Regions from separate parts of the Sus scrofa genome. Here region 1 is linked to region 2. The links are chromatin contacts, called in public HiChIP or PLAC-seq maps. All regions are on one chromosome and are shown on one strand. The core of a region is the stretch at or near the end of the contact, and the rest is flanking DNA. Distances in the headings are between cores, read along the strand shown. Region 1 holds the start of GUCY1B3 (guanylate cyclase 1, soluble, beta 3). Region 2 holds the start of GUCY1A3 (guanylate cyclase 1 soluble subunit alpha).

The links. HiChIP or PLAC-seq counts read pairs in DNA pulled down with a chosen protein or histone mark.
Region 1: an H3K27ac HiChIP or PLAC-seq map of skeletal muscle shows a contact between it and region 2, with 5 times the contacts expected there. The contact joins the promoter of GUCY1B3 here to the promoter of GUCY1A3 in region 2. A contact is called at or near these places in 6 of 47 Hi-C or Micro-C datasets (adipocytes, brain, embryonic fibroblasts and 3 more) and 1 of 2 datasets of contacts at active chromatin or transcription factors (skeletal muscle).

Annotation. Positions count from the first base shown.
Region 1 is chr8:44,542,182-44,546,791 of Sscrofa11.1, reverse strand. GUCY1B3 (guanylate cyclase 1, soluble, beta 3) reads right to left here and starts at 2,298. Exons shown (of 14, transcript NM_001018032.1): 1 at 2,287-2,298; 2 at 1,586-1,659. The coding sequence starts at 2,289.
Region 2 is chr8:44,447,437-44,451,738 of Sscrofa11.1, reverse strand. It overlaps GUCY1A3 (guanylate cyclase 1 soluble subunit alpha), which reads right to left and starts at 2,324. Exons shown (of 9, transcript NM_001018033.1): 1 at 2,243-2,324.

The DNA of each region.
Region 1 (4,610 bases), core at 1,049-3,548, 95 kb before region 2:
TAACCTACATAAGAGTGTTGAAACATAACAACGATCTTTTATTGTGCTTTCAAAATTCTAAACATATTCATTGTCAACACGCAGCCACCAGGAAATTTGGGAATTTCTCACAGTTGAGAAAAATATCGCCAGGGATAATACATGATGTTTTCATAAATTCACAAAGAAAGGAGCTTAAAAATAGTCCTATACGTAGGTTATACTCTTTAAAGTCTTTCTCTTGATGTCTGCCTTCTCTATAACTCTGTCTACCAAGCAAGGTAAAAATTAGGAAGCTATTTATAAAGTAGATAGAAAGAAATGCCAGAGTAAGCTTTAAGTGCCTGGATTCTCATTTGATTGAACCTCATAATTGCCAAATCTCCACTTCTCTCTATGATATGTAGATGTGCTCTGTGGGTAACATAAATGGCTTATGGAACATGAAACAATACTCAGAGATACAGACCCAAGGGAAGGAAAAGTTGCATTCTACTGCTTAATATTTAATCCTAGTCATTGCCATGGAAACAGATATGTATAAGAAATCACTGCCAAGTAACTTCACAAAAAAGCCTATTAGAATTGATTGCTACTAATTGTAATACATTTAGGAAAGAACGGCACGGAAGCATCACCTACTGGATATAACAAAATGAAATCAGTGAGTACAGGAAATAAGACTAAATAACGACAATGTGGTCTCTGCCCACTCGGGTAACCATGCTCTCCACCTCTGTTTGAATGTGGCAGTTATATTATTGTCCCAATATGCAAATCCATACAGTAGAGGATTTTGGTGTGGATACTTGGCTGTGGTCATTTGCACACGTTAAATGCAAATTTCACCAGAGGGAGAGAAGTAAAAAGGGACACTGTTCGACTGAAACGCTCAGTGCCTCCACAGAGATGAGGACCCACCATTGCCACAGGTTTAAACTCTCAAGTGGCTGCGGTATTTGCTTTGACATTCAGAGTACTGGGCTCACATGTCTGGACTGAAACTAGGATGCCCTCCTACAACTGACAGCCTTTACCACAGTAGAAACTGAAAAAAAAAAAAAAAGTGGGTTGGGCGGGGTCATTTTAGATAAATAAATGCACTCGATTCACAGAGGCTCAATAAACAGTCTCAAAAGTGAGTTTCAGCATATAGAAAAAGGCTTCACTATTGCATATGTCCGCAAGGTGTGTTAACTGCAAGCTAGCCGGTCTTTCCATCCTTTCGAAGGTCTCTGGGAGCCTAAGAGTCGCGGAGGCCTTTGTGGTCCCGGAGGTCCCTCTCGGCGTGGGAGCCGCCCGGCCTGCTGAGCCTGGGAGCCGCCGGGGCGCAGGCAGCTAGTTCCCACGCTCAGGCCGGGTCGAGAGGCCGCGATGACCCCAGGGGCCCCTTCCCCGGCTCTCTGCCCCGCAGCCCCGCCCCGCCACCCCCCCTCTCCGGGTCCGGCTCCGGAGCGTGGGAGCGCAGCTGCAACCGAGAGAGCGGGGGAGGCAGTGCTGAGGATGCGCGCCGCGACCCCGCCAAGAAAAGGAGAACGCAGGAAAAGCAAGGGAACCCCACACGCTCCGCCAGCGCGGGTGTGAGCATGAGGAGCTGGTCACTTACTTAATGTCTTCCCACACCTCCGGGCCATAATTGCGGATTACCAGCAGCTCCAGCGCGTGATTCACGAATCCGTACTGCGGGGACAAGGAAAGACGAGTGTCAGGGACCAAACCATGGGTGGGAATGGAGCTTGGGGGCTAGGCGGCCTTATCTGCTGCCCCAACGCTGGTTGGACCTTGTACCTCGCCCCCTGCTTCCACCATATTTGGGGGTCCTTGGTGCTTAAGACCCGCCGCACAGGGGTGCAACCCACGCCCCACTCAGGGTCGGATCCTTTCCGTCATCGCCGCCCCACCCCCAAGCCACCTCCTAACCCGCTCACCTGTCACCATGCAGAGACATCCAGTAGAGACTGGCTGAGGGGACGCGAGTCCGACGCCTCCTCGGCCGGCCGCCAACTCTCAGCTCCCCCACCAGCCGGGCGGGCCTGAGCCGGGGGCCCCGGCGCCTCGGCTGTACTCCCTTCCAGAGCTAGGTGCAGCGAAGCGCGATGTGGACCCCCGGAAGCAAAGGCACGAGCGCCCCCTCCGCGACCCCCGACGTTCCCACCTCCCCGCTCTAGGTGCAAGCTGTAGGCTGCCCCCGCAGCAGGCAGTGCGCTCGCCTGGCCCCCGAGCGCGTCTCCGGGAGGTCGGCCGGGGTCCCTTGGGCAGCCAGGCCCGGGCGGATGGGAGACAGCCTGACCGGCTGAGAGCACTCACCATGGTGTCTGCTCACCGGCTTGGCGGAGAAACCCGGGCGGCGGCTTCTGGAGCGACCGGGCAGGAGCCCGAGGCGCCGCGTCGAGCTGGAACCGGCGCCCGGCCTGGCCCGGCCTGATTGCCACCTCCTCGCAGCAACCAAGAGTCGAGCCGCCGGGCTGGCCACCGCCTCCCAGCTTCCAACCAATCGGCAGCCGAGGAGGGAATTCGGATGCTCCGGGTGCAGCCGCGCTCCAGTGCCCTCCCGCCCCGGCCCTGGTGACAGGGCTTTCATTTGAGGCCACCACAGTGACTGCAGAGAAGCCACAGCCTTGCTCCTGGCATAAATTCTGGGGCAGGGAGAATGCAGCTGTTGTCCCAACAAATGTATTCTTATCCAAAGGTCTGCCCTCAGGGGTAGCAAAAACTAAGGAAGTGCATGCGCGCGCGCGCGTGTGTGTGTGTCTGTGTGTCTGTGTGTCTGTGTGTGCCTTGCAATACACAAGCCTTAAAAGGAATACACCCTCGTGGGCAGCACCCTCATGTTGCATATTGGAGATAAACACTTCCTTTGTGGCTTGGTCCCTCCACAGTTTATGGCATTCTGAAAGCTAATAATACTGTGCATAACATATTTCACCTTTAGTCAATGAGACTAGTTTGGTGTGCCAGCTAAAATACTTTGGAGGAAGGTCATGTCAAAACCAGCTCTGTCCATGACTTAAACTGCCCCGCCAGAACCATGGACCTTCTGGGCTTGATTCTGGTGTGACACCTGAGCCGAATGCACAGCCAGGAACTACACTCCAGGAAGTCTTCAACTGTCTGTAATTTGGCTTCTGTTACTGTTTCTCAGAGCGAACTGCTGAACTGGAAACGGCCAGTACAAAATGAGCAGACTTTTAATTTAATCTCTGGGTCTCCATTCTACCAAGCACTTAGTTTAGTTAATGCCCTGAGCCCCATCACAGGGAGAAGATGATAGAGCAGAAACTGTTGATTAAAACTCTATGCGGTACATGGACACTGTTGACTATTATTAGGCCAAAAATGAGGAAAGAAAGACAAGCCTGGTTTCTAGGTCTCAGTGGAGCTGAGAAGTCAGGAAGGTATTCTATGATGCAAATAGAGAAAATGTCAAACCAGTAAAACTACCAGCTTCTGTACCAGAGACCATAGTTGATATGGTTGACAAAGAAATATTATAGACATAGTTGATACAGAAATATTATATAGCAAACAAATGACAACAAATAACCTATCAAAATACGACCTTCTATTACCAATGGTGGAATGTTTAAATAAATTAGAGGCTTTCATACAACACTTTATATAATCATTAAAATATTAAACAGTTATTTAATATTAACTATTAGTTTTAACTATTAAAATAGGCCATTACACTATACAGCCATGAAAAAAAAGCTGGCTATATAATCATACAGAAAGATACATTGTTAAAAAAAAAACAGGTGACAGATTGTGCAATCACCTTCAATTTTTTGGTATATGAAATGGTTGTGTAGAGTAAGGTGCTACTTGAATAATAAGAGCACATGCATTGCTATAAATGTAACCTCCTGAGGAGATGCATAGTGAAGTTTTGAGATGCCTATTGAACCGGTGGTTGGAGGAACCAAGACTTTTGTTTTTTGTATCATGACCTGTACATTTTTATTTTCTTTCTATGTAGATGTAATGTTTTTTTAACTTGTTAAAAAGACTGTTAATCATATCTCCACCGATCTTCCTTTGAACAATAATAGAGCCATGCTGCACCTGCACTAAGTAAAAGGGTGCAGGGGGCAGACATTGCTCTGTTGAGATGGAAAATGAGGAAAGTCTGCCAGGAAAAAGACGAAGATGAGAAAAATGAAGGATAACCATCCCCACCAATGTTTTTCTCTCTGAAGTTCAAACTTCTGCCCTCACTGACATTTTTCTCCAACACCTAATTGCATTTGTCAGTATATTTTACTGTTTTGTTTTCTAATGATTTTATAGTCACCTGAATCTAAAGGAAATCATCACTGAAACTTTGATGTCCCATGGATTCTATAAGAGAGAATGCTGTTTAGGGAGAGAAGAGTGCCTGCCAGCCACGTGGGGCCCAAGAGGGCGTGACTTTGTTTCTGCAAGCACCCTACCCACTGCTGACAAAGGAGCAGAGCAATCAGGTCACAAATAGATTATCCTGTATTCTCAGAAACAAATCTATTATCACCCTCTCCCCTGGATGGCCCAAACTGAGGAGAACCAGTTACCAAGGAAAAGGAGGTGCTCAGGGAATGGCTTAGCCAGCACGAGTCAACACAAACTATTTGAAGATCAGTCTAATGCATGAA
Region 2 (4,302 bases), core at 1,075-3,574:
TTCTTCTTTACTTTTTAGTACAATATTAATGCCAAAAGGTTTTTCAAAATAGTACCTTAAAAGAAGATTATTTAATAAACGATAGTTATAAGAGATAGGAGGACCAAACTTTGTGAAGCTACATTTCCTTCGGCATGCTCATAAATGACAGAAAACTATCTAGGACATGTTATTTTATACCTGGATATCTCGTAGCAGGAACTCTAAGAGGCTTTTTGTATGCATACACTAGGAAACACCACACCAAGCATAAGTATTTGTATTGGATTTTAAAGAGAAAAATAAAATTCTTACTTTCTCTGTCATACACTAGAAAAAAAAGATCTTACAGCACAAGGAGAAAAAGAGGGTACTATTCTATTCATTACAAATTTCTATCAAATAAACTTCAGCCACATAAGTTTCCTGATACATTTAAAAACATGTAAGTGGGGAGTTCCCACTGTACAGCAGCGGGTTAACGATCTGGTGTTTCTGTGGCCACATGGGTTCCATCTCTGGCCCAGGTGCAGGGAAAAAAATACAAGTGGATCTTTTACATATGAGATGTTTAATTACTGTAACAATATTTTCATTATTCTAAATTTTCATACTATTTTATGTCTACAGGCTTTATAGAGAGAGCCTACTTTTTTGACATGAGAAAGTATAGCTTACATATTTTAATGCTGTGATTCTTATTTTCTTATTGAGTCAAGGATCTCTCTGGATATCTGAGAACTCTGGATTATCTCCCTAAAAATGCAGTGACTCAAATGTTCAAATAAAAGTTTAGGGACTATAGGACCCCTTGAAGCAATCCACAGACGGAGCTGTTTAATAATTGCTCAGATAGAGAGTACAGTCAACAGGGGCAACCTCCAACTGAAAGCGTAATAAAGTTTATGCAGCTTTTTGACAAATTAAGGTTCACTTTGAAACTTTAGACATTGATATTTTTGTTATATTGTTACTATTATTGATTTTTACCACTCTTTATAATATAGTGCCTGGAATAACAACTCCTGAAAGAAAAAAAAAATAGCCATTTTAGGAAAAGCAGCAGATCACTTCTACACTACAAACCAAAAATTTCTACCCATCACTGAACGCTCCAGCGTTTATCTATGTGTCATCAGATGGTTAACGACGTTCCTATTAAGTCCAGTTCTAGTAAGTAGGTAAACATTTAATGAAATCTCCATCATCACCAATTTTCAGACCCTGAAAATTCCCCTCTGATATGTTATACATGAAGCTTTAATGTAAACTACACATAGACGTGTTCTATTTAAAATTCAGAGGGCTTTTCAGTATGTTGGAAGCCAAGATGCCTCGGTCATAATTAAGCGACACTTTCAACCTTCTGGTTTACTTTAGAAAACAAAAACTGTTTATCAAGTGCACGGATGAAGAATGCAGGAACAACCCTGTGAAATGATTGAGCAAAAGAATGATGCACAAAAATTCAGAGCCTGAAATCACATGACCGCATGGCAACGCAGCCCCCAAACAAATGCCCAGGCGAGGCTGCTCAGCCCACCAAGCACAATCTCCCCGCACAGCCCCTACGCAGAGATGGTGGTGCCCCCTCTGCTCGCCGTTCTCCAAAGTGTTGCAGTCACAATGAGAAATCAGACCGCCAAGCAGAAATTCACACGCGCGCTCATACGCGCTCAGATACATACACACAGGCACACAGTCTCACACCTGGGGAGCCCAAGCAGCCCCACTGGAAGTTTGCAGGCTGCCTTGGCTAAGTGCCGCCGCGATCACAGTCCTCTGCTCTCCAGGAGCGAGATGCGCTCACTCACCAGCGCAGCTCTGCAGGACGAAGCTGCGGCGACGCCGGGTGCGGCCTCAGTCCCCACGGGTTCTGAGTTCCGGGCGGCCCTCAGCGGCCCCGGCTCCCTGAGGCCTCAGCGCCCCGGCCGTGGGAGAAGAGAGTCCCGGCTCCCAACGTTCTCACGCCCGGGCCCCGCAAGCGCAGCCGCCAACACGGCGCTGCTGGGCGCCCACCCCCGGCCAGCCCTCCGCCCTCAGCCGCCACGGGTCCCCCGGGCCCTGAGCTGCCCCCGGCGTCGTCTCCTTTGCTCCCTCGCCCTTCCCCGGCGTGGGAACCGGGCCCGGCCCCCGGGCTGGGCGACTGGGAGCATAGGAGGGCTTCCCGGGGGAAAGGGGGGTATGCTCCGGCCGGGCTTCCGCGGCGTGGGTCGCTCCTCCGGGAAGCCCCGACCCTCGTGGGTACGCGGCGACTGCTTACCCTATGGCTTCCCCGACCTTGGGCTTCGTTCCTGAACCGCCAGCAGCTCCAGGACGCACCCCGCAAATCCGCACTGAGAACGCAGGAAGAGTGGGCGGCAAGGGAAGGAGGTGGTGGGCGGGAAAGGGGACCCTGCGGTGGCACCTGCCAGTCTCTGTGCCAGTGCCCCCACTGCCCGTGCGGCGTTGGCGCTTACTCCGGTCTCCCGGCTCAACAGGCGGGGCGCGACGCGACGTGCAGCAAACCCGGTTCCCGCGCTGCGCCCCAGGCTCAATCAGCTCTGGCCCTGGTCTCTCCCTCTCCTCTCTCTCTCTCCGTCCGTTCCTCCCTCCCTCTTGGACTGCCCCAAGGATCCCCCGCAGAGACTCTCCCAGCTGCCTTTGACTTCTATTGGGAACCCCTCCCCTTCCCAGCACCGAAAGACTGAAAAAGAAAGTAGCGGCTGAGACACACCACGGCGAGGTCACTCTGGACACAGTCCCCTGCCCCCTCGTGGCTCGCCCTTCCCCGCAGGTGTTGATGGCCTGGTATGGCTCCCGCGGCGACTCTCTGCTTTTTGCCTAAAGTCTAGGGCAACCAAAGAGCAGGAAAACTGCATGAAACCTACTCGTGGAAAACCAGCTCGATGCTGAGTCCCACCCACCGCGACCAGACTAGGGCAGGGGCATTGAGCTTTCCAGCCGCCTAGTTGCCTTCTCAGCAGTTTCTGTGTGGAGAAAGAGACCAGGGGACAGGGACACTGGAAAAGAAAGGAAAAGGAGGGAGGGGACTCAAGGGAAATTTAGCCGATTTAATTTTTTTTTTTTTTTTTTTTTTTTTCCCCACTGTGCACTGGTCCGGAAAAACTGTGGTTTACTGTAGTTAGAAACTCCGACATTCCTGCTGGGAAATTGATGTCTGCATGGATGGTTTTCTTGTCCCGGTTTTCGGGTTAAAACCAATCTACTCCTTTTGCAAATGCAATTCTATGGTTGCAGATCATTTTCATCTCTCCAGTAAGGTCCTGCTTCTGCTTGCTTCAGAACTTTTGGTTCTGTTTTTTGGGTGAGTAGGGTGTGTGTGTGTGTGTGTGTGTGTGTGTGTGTGTGTGTGTGTGTATCCTAGCACAGAAAAATGAGTTCTTACATAAATGTTTTAAGTCACCTTCCTGACTTAAAAAAAAAACAACTCCATTATGTTGTTTCATTGTGAATTCATAATTATTCCTGAGATTATTGTGGTATTTTTTCACACCCAGAAACTTACAAATTGTTCACATTATCTCCAGTTCTTATCTTTTTCCCCAAACCCATCCATGTAATCTGTTCCATTTCCACTCACTTCCCAGCCTTGACAACTGTGGTCTCCTCATTGCAAACATCAGTCAGAATAAGCAGGAAAAAATAAAATCTAAATAAGAAAAAAAAGGTTATCCAACTAAACTTTGCCTTAGTATCAGGCAAAAGTCCGGAGCTCTAAGTTTGCGTTTTTTGGTTCTGCCATCTCTGAAACCTGTTTCTCTACTCTCAGTGCATGATCATGTCTTAGGTCAAAAGGGCTTTTGTCCTCGGAGTACTTAGAATTTAAGACCTAGAGGAGAAAATAAAAAGGAATATCCAGTAATGCATATTTGAAAGAGGATCTCGTACCATTTTAAGAAAGATGAAGTTAATGATTTGAAAGCTCAAAGAAGAAATCTCTCCAACAGAGGAAATGCTTCATAAGGGAGCATCATTAGCATTAGGCCTTCAAAGGTAGATACTATTTGGGAAAAGAAAAAACAGAGAAAGTTTTTGTCCTTGGTTTTGTGTTTTTCAGGAAGAGGCAAACTTGCAAGCAAAGGCCAAGAGGTGAGAAGGCATGACCCAGATCGTCAAGAAGGGCATAGAATCATTTTCTAAGTAAATTTAAAAAAAAAAAAAAGTACAAGCAGATGAGTGGAAATATATGCTGAGGCCACATGGCCTCATTTGCATATCCTCTAATTTTCATGCATTGTAATCTTATATAAAGCCAGTTTGCTTTTGTTTTCATTTTTCTTTACTGGCATTACTCTCCTCAACATGCCTTTCATCCTGGAT